3 separate regions of the Mus musculus genome follow, and all the other regions are linked to region 3. A link is a contact called in public HiChIP or PLAC-seq data. All regions are on one chromosome and are shown on one strand. The core of a region is the stretch at or near the end of the contact, and the rest is flanking DNA. Distances in the headings are between cores, read along the strand shown.

Region 1 (3,559 bases), core at 893-3,392, 180 kb after region 3:
CCTTTGAGTTGAAAATCTTCATTCTCATCCACTCCTATTATCCGTAGGTTTGGTCTTCTCATTGTGTCCTGGATTTCCTGGATATTTTGAGTTAGGATCTTTTTGCATTTTCCATTTTCTTTGATTGTTGTGCCGATGTTCTCTATGGAATCTTCTGCACCTGAGATTCTCTCTTCCATCTCTTGTATTCTGTTGCTGATGCTCAAATCTATGGTTCCAGATTTCTTTCCTAGGGTTTCTATCTCCAGTGTTGCCTCACTTTGAGTTTTCTTTATTGTGTCTACTTCCCTTTTTAGGTCTAGTATGGTTTTGTTCATTTCCATCACCTGTTTGTATGTTTTTTCCTCTTTTTCTGTAAGGACTTCTACCTGTTTGATTGTGTTTTCCTGTTTTTCTTTAAGGACTTGTAACTCTTTAGCAGTGTTCTCCTGTATTTCTTTAAGTGATTTATTAAAGTCCTTCTTGATGTCCTCTACCATCATCATGAGATATGCTTTTAAATCTAGGTCTAGGTTTTCGGGTGTGTTGGGGTGCCCTGGACTGGGCGAAGTGGGAGTGCTGGGTTCTGATGGTGGTGAGTGGTCTTGGTTTCTGTTAGTAGGATTCCTACGTTTACCTTTCGCCATCTGGTAATCTCTGGAGTTAGTAGTTATAGTTGACTCTGTTTAGAGATTGTTCTTCTGGTGATTCTGTTACCGTCTCTCAGCAGACCTGGGAGACAGATTCTCTCCTTTGAGTTTCAGTGCTCAGAGCACTCTCTGCTGACAAGCTCTCTTACAGGGAAGGTGCGCAGATATCTTGTTTTTGGACCTCCTCCTGGTCGAAGAAGAAGGCCCAAAACAGGGCCTCTCTCAGAAGATGTGTTGCTTTGGCAGTTCCCAGAAGCTGTTAGCTTCTGTGGTGCAGACTCTTGCCTGTGCAGACTAAATTCCTAAGTTCCAGGGAGTCCTGGAACCAAGATGGCGACCACTGCTCCTGCGGCTGAGGCCGCCTCCCGAGCCAGGCGGACACCTGTCCTCTGGTCCGGACGGTGGCCGGCTGTCTGCAGCCTGCAAAGGGTACTGCCTCAGCGGCTCTGTGCTTCTGCCTGTCCCAGAAGCTGTCTGGTTCTCTGGCGCACCCTCTAACCTGTTCAGACTAATTTCCTAGGTCCCTTGGAGTCCCGGAACCCAGATGGCGACCGGGATGGCGACCGCTGCTGCTGAGGCTGAGGCCGCCTCCCAAGCCAGGCGGACACCTGTCCTCTGGTCCGGATGGTGGCCGGCTGTCTGCAGCCTGCAAAGGGTACTGCCTCAGCGGCTCTGTGCTTCTGCCTGTCCCAGAAGCAGTCCGGTTCTCTGGCGCACCCTCTAACCTGTTCAGACTAATTTCTTAGGTCCCGCGGAGTCCCGGAACCCAGATGGCGACCGGGATGGGGACCGCTGCTGCTGAGGCTGAGGCCGCCTCCCAAGCCAGGCGGACACCTGTCCTCTGGTCCGGACAGTGGCCGGCTGTCTGCGGCCCGCCAAGGGTGCTGCCTCAGCGGCTCTGTGCTTCTGCCTGTCCCAGAAGCTGTCCGGTTCTCTGGCACACCCTCTGACCTGTTCAGACTAATTTCCTAGGTCCCGCGGAGTCCCGGAACCCAGATGGCGACCTCAGCTACTTTCTTATATAGCCTTGGCCCAGCGGCCTCGAGATGGCATGTCCACAGTGGACTCAGTCCTCCTACATCAACTAGCAATCAAGAAAATGTTCCATAGACGTGTGTGCAGACCGGTCTGTTAGAGGAAATTGAATTGCCCTATTCCCAGATGCGACAAGGTGCCAAAATGAACTAGGACAAGTGTGACACCACTTCATGTGACTAAAGAGGTTTCCAAAGCTAGCAAATTTCATTAATGATTAATTAGTTTAAAAAAATCCAGTCAGGGTATATCTATCATCATTAAATATTTAGCATTACATTAGAAAAGGTGATTTTTGTCTTTTAATTATAGTTTTTACCACTAGGTGGCAGTCACCAAAAGGTTTTATTCTATCTTTTATTATCAATTAAATCTGTTTTTATACAATTCACACCTGAACACAGTTCCTACCCGCTTCACTCGAACCCCTCCTGCACAGATCATGGCGTCACAGTGGCCATGACTATTTCGTTTGCTTTATGACAGCTGAAGCTGACTCGGGGCTATGTGATCATGGCTCGGAGCCGTATTTCGGAGCAGGGCACAGAACTGAAGATAGTGCGTCTTCCCCCCCAGAACCTACCAACAGCTTAGCTTAGAGCTAGGGATAGGGGCCCGTGAGCTCCCCCTCCCACTTGGCTTATTACTCCTAGGGCCAGTGTTGTGTGTGCCCAGTGCAGGAAACTACAGCTATTGTGAGTTAATACGTGGAATCGTTGCGTGACATAGTGGCTTTTTGAAACCTTTCACCCTGTCTTCTGGGTCCTACATACGCCTCACTCTCTTCTTCAGTGTTCCCATGCTTTACAGGGGATAGTGTTTCACTTTACCTTCAAAGTGGGCATTTATCTGACTGAAGACATTGAATGCCCAGATCTGGGCCATGTTTTCATCAACTCTTTGTGTTTTCAAACTTTTCATTTAAAATCAGAAACTTCTATATTATAAAACTATTATGTGTCGTGTGTGTGTGTGTGTGTGTGTGTGTGTGTGTGTGTGTGTGTGTTCCACACTGTGTGTGTGTGTTCCACACTGTCAAGCATCCTTGAAGTAAAGTATATCCCGAGATCTTTTGTGTCACAGCAAGTAAAGACATCTTCCATGAAAGTCTTAGGAGCTAAGTTCCATTCTCAGGACCCATAAAAAGGTAGGAGGAAAGACTAAAGAATGGATTCCAAAAAGTTGCTCTCGGCTTTACATCCATGGTGGCAGGCATATTCCACCACAACTCTCTCCCTCTCCCTCTCCCTCTCCCTCTCCCTCTCCCTCTCCCTCTCCCTCTCCCTCTCCCTCTCCCTCTCCCTCTCCCTCTCCCTCTCCCTCTCCCTCTCCCTCTCCCTCTCCCTCTCCCTCTCCCTCTCCCTCCCTCTCTCTCATGTATGCTTATGCATAATACTTTTTAAATTGTGTTGCTTGCTTCTCTTAAAACACTGAAGACCTTCTGACACAGTTTCTCCTAATAAGAAGCAAACCAGTGGAGGCTTTCTGGTGGGAGCCCATGCACGCTCCATGCCAACCCCTGTTTATTTTCTTCTCCTTTCATGCATGTTCCAGTCTGGTCTCTGGAGGTTGTTTTCATTATAATCTTTACATTATGGCTCTGCTCAAAGTTTATTTCTGTGTTTTTCTTTGCTATATCTGTTTATTCCAAGACAGAAAATATAATTTAGCATTGAAATACACTTTAGAAATATATTATGACGATAAAACATAATAATATAGGAGCTATGATTTACTGACATACCAATGAAGCTTAACTTAAAGACAAATACCAGAGAGCTCAAGAGCAAGCTAGCATAGCAAGTAAAATGTTTTAAGGCAAACCTACAGCATTTAGCAAATTCAGTATTCAGTATCAAGTACTGGTATTGATATTTTTATTTTTCTATATCCAT
Region 2 (3,757 bases), core at 1,253-3,752, 210 kb after region 3:
AAAATATCTCCCCACAAGTCTATGGCAGATGGGTATTCCACAGAATCTTATAGTACTTTTCAAAGAGAATTAACATCAATGCTCCTAAGGACTTCCAACATACAGACTGAAGGAAAGGAAGGACTTCCAAAGTCAGCCCAGGACACCAGAAATTACCTTGAATCTAACACCAAATATCAAGTCAATGTCAAATTACAACTCATTTCATATATTTCTATACATTCACAAGGGAAATTTTATTTGAAAATATTAAGATAATCATAATATACTAGATCAAAAATAGTAAAATTGGGCTGAGAATATAGCCTACTAATAGAATACTTGCCTAGCATAGGTAAGGCCACAGATTCTAATCCCAGCATCACAAAATATAAAATAAAATAAGTAGGTATCGACAACGTGGCTCAAAAGATAAAGACCCTTGCCTGTAGTGCTCATCACCTGACTTTAGTCCCTGAGATCCACATGGTGGAACGAGAACAATCAGTAGCTTATATAAGTCATCCCCTAATCTCCACACTCGTGAGTGTGAGCACACACAAAATAAAGAAATTTAATAAAAATAAAATAAGTCAGAATAAAAGTAAGGAGAGCAAAGAAAGGCTTGTAAACTTCAAACTACAACATACTGATAAAATTTATAATTTATAAGGACAAGGAAATGACAACTATTCTGTGAGCATGCACTGAAGGACGGGATTATCGCTGGACCCACGGTCCTTAGTGGGGTTTTCAGAGTCAGCACAATCTTCATAAAATGTCAATGACACTTCTTTTTCATAACTATGTAAAGCAACCCTAAAACTCATATGAAGTAGCGAGATACCATAAACAGCTCACATTATGCTAAAAAACAAACCAAAAAACAAACAGAATTAAAAGAGCTGACTGAAACATTACAAAACTAGAATAATCAAAACCAATACCGCAGAAAGAGAGGTAGTGGGATCACTAGAATAGTAAAGATCTGAGGAAAAAAAAGCAACTATGAGGTTGGTGTTCCAAGATCATGGACCAAAGCAACAAAGTACACAAAGAAATGGTTGCACGGATTAAGGTGTAGTGGGAAAATGCATGGATTAAGGAAGGTGTAGTGGGAAAATCTGGTAGCAGCTTGCAAAACAGTAGACATGCAAGATATGATGTGTATTAAAACTAGCAACAGATTAAAAATAGAAATATTCCACCTAAATCTGGCATAGGTACAAATTTTATGATACTGGATTTTGTAATTTTTATTTTCTTCTATAAAAAAAATCATAGGAAATAAAAGCAAAAGGTTAGGCCTTTTAAATTTGCACATCAAAGGAAAATACTAACAGGGTGAATACATATACTGCAATAGAGAAAATATTTGCAAATCATATACCTTACTAGGATCTAGTGCCAAAATACACAAAGAATTCCTACAACTCAGCAAAGAACAAAAGCACCTCAATATGGTTGGGCTCCATTGACTTCAACATTGACAACAGCTGTGAGCCAGATATACTAGAAACTATGCTTTCTTCATTGTTTTTGTTTTTTTCTTTCTTCTATGACAAAGGTACTGGGTGGAGGAGAGGTTGTGAGTGGAGGGGGAGTAAAAGAGAGAGGGATACACCTCTAATCTCCTTTCCCCTAAACTTCTTTTCCTTTGTTAATTAGCCTTTATTGTTTCCATTTTGTTTTGTTTTATTGAAGATCCCTTACTGACCCTACTTCCATGAATGACCAAGATCAAGGGGGGGGGGCACCCAGCTGCCATAGGGAGGCTCATTTCCACATTTCATCTACACACAGAACTAAATGGACAAGCAGAATCACTGTTGTGGTTAGGAGTTGGCAGCCTGCGATGGGGAGGGATGTAAGGATGCTGTTAGAAAGTTACAGGCTCTTCCTAAACTGAGTGCCTGTAGAGGGACTTGGTCCGCTTCCACCCAAGAGGAATCAGAAGATCAAAATCACTTTGGGAAAGCTAGAACTGGCAGGAAAGGGGCAGCCTGCAATCCCCATGGGAAGGTCTGGGACTGCTAGATAGTCCAGGCTAGAGGCTGTTGCCAAAGGCTTGTCCTCCAGAAAGCAAGAGCTGTTACTAGTTTTTCAGCCAGGGTGCAGCAGTTCTGTGTAGCCATCCCTGGTAGCAGTTAGCTTCCAATTCATGCTTGATTCCTGTTAGCTTTGTCTTGATGACATCCTTGGAATTGGCATAGATCATTTTGCTCTTAAAGGGTGCATTCCCAAGGGTTCAGAAGATGAACACCAGGTCCTCCTTCTAGTTCTCCTTGGTCATGTAAGTTGCATCTTAGAGAGCCTAGTGGCAATCCTTGTCTGGCAGCATCTTGATAAAAGTGGTGTAGGGGACATCCACAGTTTGCCCTGCATCTCCTACCAGGATCTGCTTGCCCTCACTCAGGCAGAAGAACACTCACTGCCTTTTTGATGTCTTCACTTCCGTGTCATTGAATACCTTGATGACACCATTAGAGACAGTCACACCAGAGACCATGTTTCAGAGGCAAAAGGGAGACTAAGTGAGCTACGGAAGAATTGAGCAGCCACAGCTGGTCCAGGTTCTGACTCATCACTAAACTTCTAAACAGACTGTCTTCACATACACACACACACACACACACACACACTCCAAACAAACTAACAAATAAAAACCTCAGAAACTCTGCCAGCCCCTACTTAACAAAAAGCCAGGTTTACCAACAAGTGCTGAGCACTTATTGGTGCCTGCCTGTATGATTGATTTATCTGCTTTCCAAGGAGCATTATGAAGGACATAATTTTATGGAGAAACTTTCCACCAACATAGGGCTATCAAAAATCAGGAATTACTAACTTAAATTTATATTTACTTAAATTCTGTCACCACAGCAAGCTTACAACAAAACTAGAAATTCTCAATAAGAGAAAAAAGCAATGAGGATAATTTTCTTTGAAAACAACCATGACAATGGTAAAGGTTTCCTGGATATGCCACCATTATTTTGGCCCTTCCTCATACATTACCACGAGAACCTTCAGAAGATTTTTCCTGCCAAAATAAACATTGTGTGAAAACTTTATAAGTATAGCTGGGAAGAAGAGACCCGTGACCTCTAGGTGACTCCTTGGTACTTTGCAATGCAAAGGCCTAATTTGACATGTGGAATTGGTGGTCTAACCAACTTTGGCTAGCAGTGAGTCCACATGTAAGGGAGAGACAGTGGCTCCCGACCTAGGTCACCAGCTCAGTCTCACGCATGGTGAGTCATGGTGGCAGAAGGGGGCCTCCTTCCTGGCCGTCTTGACTCACTCAGTGGAGCAGGAGTGAATTCTCACTGGAGTTGTGGTCCTGAGCTACAAGAGAGACCACATTGAGCTAAACGGTTTCACCAAAATGCAACTGAATCCCTCATGTTTGGAGGGAACAGGATGGAAATGACCAAATTCACTGATTACTGGGGTTGGCAAAGTTCTACCAAGTCCCAACATTAGCTATGGGATCATAAATTTTATTTTCTTTGTGTTTTCAACTTCTTAGAGATAATTTGCTGCATCTGAATCAGACTTTTCAATGAGCTTTTTAGGGTGTTCCATCCTATTCACTATAATGAATAAATTAGCATTCAAAATCCACTCAGAGTAGACCCAAATGTCTCATTTTGTTTTAGAATCCATTGTCTGATAGCATGGATTCTCCACCTCCCAATGTCCTTTCATGGTCACATTCTTTCCAGAAGTGTCATTTTCTTTCTTTTTCCTTCCTTCCTTCCTTCCTTCCTTCCTT
Region 3 (4,128 bases), core at 741-3,240:
TCAAGTCCCAAAGATGCCAAATGCCATAGGAAAATATCAAGCAGAAGGGGGTGGCCAAAAGGCACCTCATGCCTTTTCTGGTAGTGAAATCCCAAACCTAGTCTACCGCCCCCCTCCCCGCACCACACACACTGAGCAAAAAAGATCATTAGATTAACTTTCTAATGAGAAGAGAGGGGGTATAGAAAGACAGAAGGACAGAGACAGAGACAGACAGAGGGATAAAAACTTCCCACCTCTTTCTCCAACCCAGTATAGATGAGACCCTAGGTTCCTCCCAACACTAAATGAAAACAAGAAAAGAACTAAAAGAAGGAAACTATTAAGACAGGAATTTGGGACAGAGGGGTAGAGCTCATTGTTGCGCTCACTCCAAGTTCACACTCAGCCTAAGGAAGCTACCTTCAATGTGGAACTCTACCTATCAGGCCCACCGATAGTCAGTCTGTCCCTGTTTTTCATAATGTTATACAGAGCAGAGGGACTTGTCCGAAAATTCTTGTCAATTGTCCTTCCTCTTCCTGCCCTCCCAAAAGGCTTGCAGCTTTAGCACTAAAGCCATTGTCCTCTAGTTGGGTGCTTCTCTGGGGTGACTCCCATTTGGGCTCCCTATTCTTCCTTTCTCCCCTCCTACATGCCTGCTGCTCTCAGGATTTTGACCCTAGCTTTCACCTCAGTCTTCCCTCTCCCGTCAACTCCAAGTTTCCTCATTCTCAGGACTTTTGAAACGTAGGTTGGAGAGTTCCTTGTCAAATATCCCTGGGAGGGGGGTGGCAAGAATCATCCATCCATCCATCCATCCATCTCAAATTCTCTTCAGTGACCCTTTCTATGCCTGTGGCTTCCGAATCTAAGACTTGGGCACTGCATGCTCAAGCCATGCAGAACTGTCTTTGGTTGTCTCTACCTAGATATTCCCCAGTCATCTCAAAGCTAACTGGCTGAACTACAATTTTCCTTCCTTCCTTCCTTCCTTCCTTCCTTCCTTCCTTCCTTCCTTCCTTCCTTCCTTCTTTCCTTCTTTCCTTCCTTCCTCTCATTTACCCAAATCAGAACCCCCTGCCTCCAACTTCAATCTTTCTTTGTAATTTCAAGCTCCATTCCACCCTACCCATCCCCATTGCTGTCACTCAGCTACTCTACAGCTGGCTTGTAGTGTAGCAGCTTCTGCCCTGATACCCTGCCACTCTGTCTGACACTGCATTTTCTTCCTGTGCTAGCCGAGTGAGCTTTCTAATATACATCGCTTATGAGGGTTGTCCCTGGCTTTTTGTGGGCTTGTGGCTCTCACAGTCCTCGATATCAACAACAAAACACTCAACAGCTTTTAAGGCCCTAAATGATCAGGCTCCTGATTGTCTTACAGATACTTGCTTGGGCTCCAATCCTGGAGTTCTTTTGACCTCACTCAGAAATGCCCCAAACCATTTCCTCTTGGCTCACTCTTCTTCATAGTAGGTATTAAGTGGAAATGTAAATAACATTGTAAAGCAAGGGTCTTTAAAAAATTGCCTCATCTCATCTTGTTTCTATATTATTATTAATCCTACCATTACTTAAACACACACACACACACACACACACACACACACATACACTAAAGTAAACCTCTAAAAACACAAACCTCTGGACTTGAAGCTTTGACGTGTAGGAGAGAGGAATCTCACTGAATTGAGACTCAGGCCTGAGATTGGAAACTGCACAACGAACACCACAGAAATTTAGTGTCATTTCTTCAGGAAGGGACCATTGTAACACTTTTAATTTGTAAAAAAAAAAAAAAAAAAAAAAAAGTCACGATTTTACCAAGAAACAAATTACAGCAGCCAGAGAATGTGCCACACCTCTGCTCTGCTCCTGTCCTCCTTGAGGGGGGTTGCAGTTCTTGGAGAAAGGAGTCCCTTCTCAGAGAATTACCCCTTCCATCCCAAACCCTTTAAGTGCGATGCCCTTTAGGATGCTAGTGGCATCACTGCCGCTGCGTTTCCTGTTGGCAGCAGAGAGCAGGAAAAACAAGCTTTGGTAAGCCTCCGCCAGAGCAGAAAGAGCTGGGGCGATTCACGCGGCTTTCCCAGGCCGGTGTCCCGGTGTCCGGAGCCCCCAAGCCAGGAGCCTGTGGAACGGAAAATCGAGAGAGGCCTGAACTGGGTCCCGGAGCACACCTTTCGCCAGGGCGCAGAGAAGGCTCACGCGACTAGTCCAACGCAGGGCCTCGGCTCTCTCTGGAGCTCGGCTGACCCTGGGGCGGCAGATCACGATGCCCGCGCGCGCTCCCCGCCGCCTGGTCCAGGGGCCTCGGGGGACCTGGCTGCTGGGAAGCCTCTGGGTCTGGGTGCTGTGCGGCCTGGGGATGGCGGGCTCCCTGGGAACCCCACAGCCATGCCAGGCACCCCAGCAGTGGGAGGGACGCCAGGTTCTGTACCAGCAGAGCAGCGGGCACAACAACCGCGCCCTGGTGTCCTACGATGGTCTCAACCAGCGCGTGCGGGTGCTGGACGAGAGGAAAGCGCTGATCCCCTGCAAGAGGTAGGCAGCTTGGAAGGGCAAGACGGCGGCCAGGGGAACGCCAGCTCGGGCGGGGGCTTGCTACTCCAGCTAGACCCCCAGCAGCTCCCGGCCCCTCCCGATCCCCAATTAAGTTATAGGGGGCCTTGGGATCCGCTTGGTCTGACCACTGAGGTAGAGGCAGGCAAAGAAAGGACTCTCCAAGGGCAAGATGGAAAAGCCAGGCATTCTAAGTCCAAGTTAGCCTCATGTCTTAACTGCTGAGTCAGGCTTCTGGCACCTGGAGTCCCCTGCAGTCTAGGGCGTGTTTTTTGTGTAGAAGGGACAAACACAATATTCTCTAAAATTTTTGTTTACAATGAAAACATTTTAAATCACAGTGTGTGTGTGTCTCTGTGTGTGTGTGTGTGTGTGTGTGTGTGTGTGTGTTGCCTGTGTGGAGGCCAGAGGACAACTTAGAGTCGGTTCACTCTCTCTCTTCTGACATGTGGCTCTAAGTACAACACTGTAAAAGGCATGGGAAATGATTTTTAAAAGCTCCTCCCAGCTCATTACCCTATTACAATCTGACCATGTTTGTTTCCATCTTGAGGATTTTCTCTTTTGAAAAACTAGTTAAAACTCCCATTAGAACACATATACTTTCTCCTTAAAACATCTGTTAGATACATATACTGCCACCTTAGAATAGACGCTGGGGCACATACATTCCCACCTTAAAATCCCAATTTTACGTATCCTTCTCTCTTCTCAGTTTATTAGGTTTTTTTAAAACCTATTTTTAATGACCACAGAAATTGCAAAATGGGAGGGCATGCTATCTGTCACACACATGCTCAACACAAATGCGTGCACATTTACATACACACACACAAGCAAACCAATGGTAGTCAATTTAGCTTTCCATTTTGTGTTGATAGAGGACATACTTTTTTAGAATGTCACCTTGTTTCTGGTCTCTTTAAGACCTACTTTCTAATTTAAGATCACCACCTGTCTCGGTGGCTCAGCCCTCCACTAATGTCCAGTGTGTGTCATGCAGTCACACTGACATCTCTTCATGGCATTTGCACCAGGAGGAGATACGATGGTCCTGGTAAGATTGGTGATGAATAAGAACCACTAGCTCCCAGCACAAAACAAAGCTTGGTAACACCGTTTCACCAAAAAACCATTGGAAGTGTTGGGCTTCTTGATTAAAGTAGGGGAAAGACAACTTTCTGAACCACCTAATCAGAGTGTGAGACCACCCATTACCAAATGCAGGAGACTCACTGTACTCTTGGATTTTTTTTCTGCTTTTGAGGATTCAACAAACCATGGATAGAAAATATGTGAAATCATATTGCATGTACTAAGCACATCCATACTATTTTTCTTGTCATTGCTTGTTAAACAATACAGAACTTATTTGAATAACATTTATATTATATTTGTTATACTGAACAACCCATATATGGAAGGGTGTTTGTAAGCTGCATGCAGTTTTTTGTCACTCTTAGATCAAGGACAAGGGCATCCATGGATTTTGTTATCCATAGAGGCACTGGATCCAACCCTCCTTGAATATAGAGGGACAGCTTTACATTAGCCTGGAAGGCAAGTCACAGTAGTGTCTTTATG

The links. HiChIP or PLAC-seq counts read pairs in DNA pulled down with a chosen protein or histone mark.
Region 1: an H3K4me3 HiChIP or PLAC-seq map of forebrain shows a contact between it and region 3, with 2.8 times the contacts expected there. The contact joins the enhancer-like site here to the promoter of Epdr1 in region 3. A contact is called at or near these places in 13 of 39 promoter capture datasets (the 3T3-L1 cell line, 3T3-L1-derived adipocytes, the HPC-7 cell line and 6 more), 4 of 484 Hi-C or Micro-C datasets (cerebral cortex, cumulus cells, frontal cortex and 1 more) and 17 of 115 datasets of contacts at active chromatin or transcription factors (the 230-238 cell line, astrocytes, bone marrow-derived macrophages and 9 more).
Region 2: an H3K4me3 HiChIP or PLAC-seq map of the 230-238 cell line shows a contact between it and region 3, with 17 read pairs. The contact joins the enhancer-like site here to the promoter of Epdr1 in region 3. A contact is called at or near these places in 2 of 39 promoter capture datasets (the HPC-7 cell line and the SN4741 cell line), 2 of 484 Hi-C or Micro-C datasets (embryonic stem cells and nephron progenitors) and 15 of 115 datasets of contacts at active chromatin or transcription factors (the 230-238 cell line, bone marrow-derived macrophages, embryonic forebrain and 4 more).

The regions. Positions count from the first base shown.
Region 1 is chr13:19,436,799-19,440,357 of GRCm38.p6, reverse strand. No RefSeq gene overlaps it. Among named protein-coding and RNA genes, the nearest start is that of Gm40827, 43 kb to the right of the region's middle. Within about 2 kb of position 2,142, at least 6 of the 459 cell types and tissues checked have an H3K27ac peak or open chromatin away from gene starts, as enhancers often do. A contact at or near this core is called in forebrain, where this site is marked.
Region 2 is chr13:19,411,531-19,415,287 of GRCm38.p6, reverse strand. The region is part of intron 1 of Gm40827 (a long non-coding RNA gene); the gene reads right to left. It also overlaps the pseudogene Gm18131. Among named protein-coding and RNA genes, the nearest start is that of Gm40827, 18 kb to the right of the region's middle. Within about 2 kb of position 2,502, at least 12 of the 459 cell types and tissues checked have an H3K27ac peak or open chromatin away from gene starts, as enhancers often do. A contact at or near this core is called in the 230-238 cell line, where this site is marked.
Region 3 is chr13:19,617,692-19,621,819 of GRCm38.p6, reverse strand. It overlaps Epdr1 (ependymin related protein 1 (zebrafish)), which reads left to right and starts at 1,990. Exons shown (of 3, transcript NM_134065.4): 1 at 1,990-2,526. The coding sequence starts at 2,258.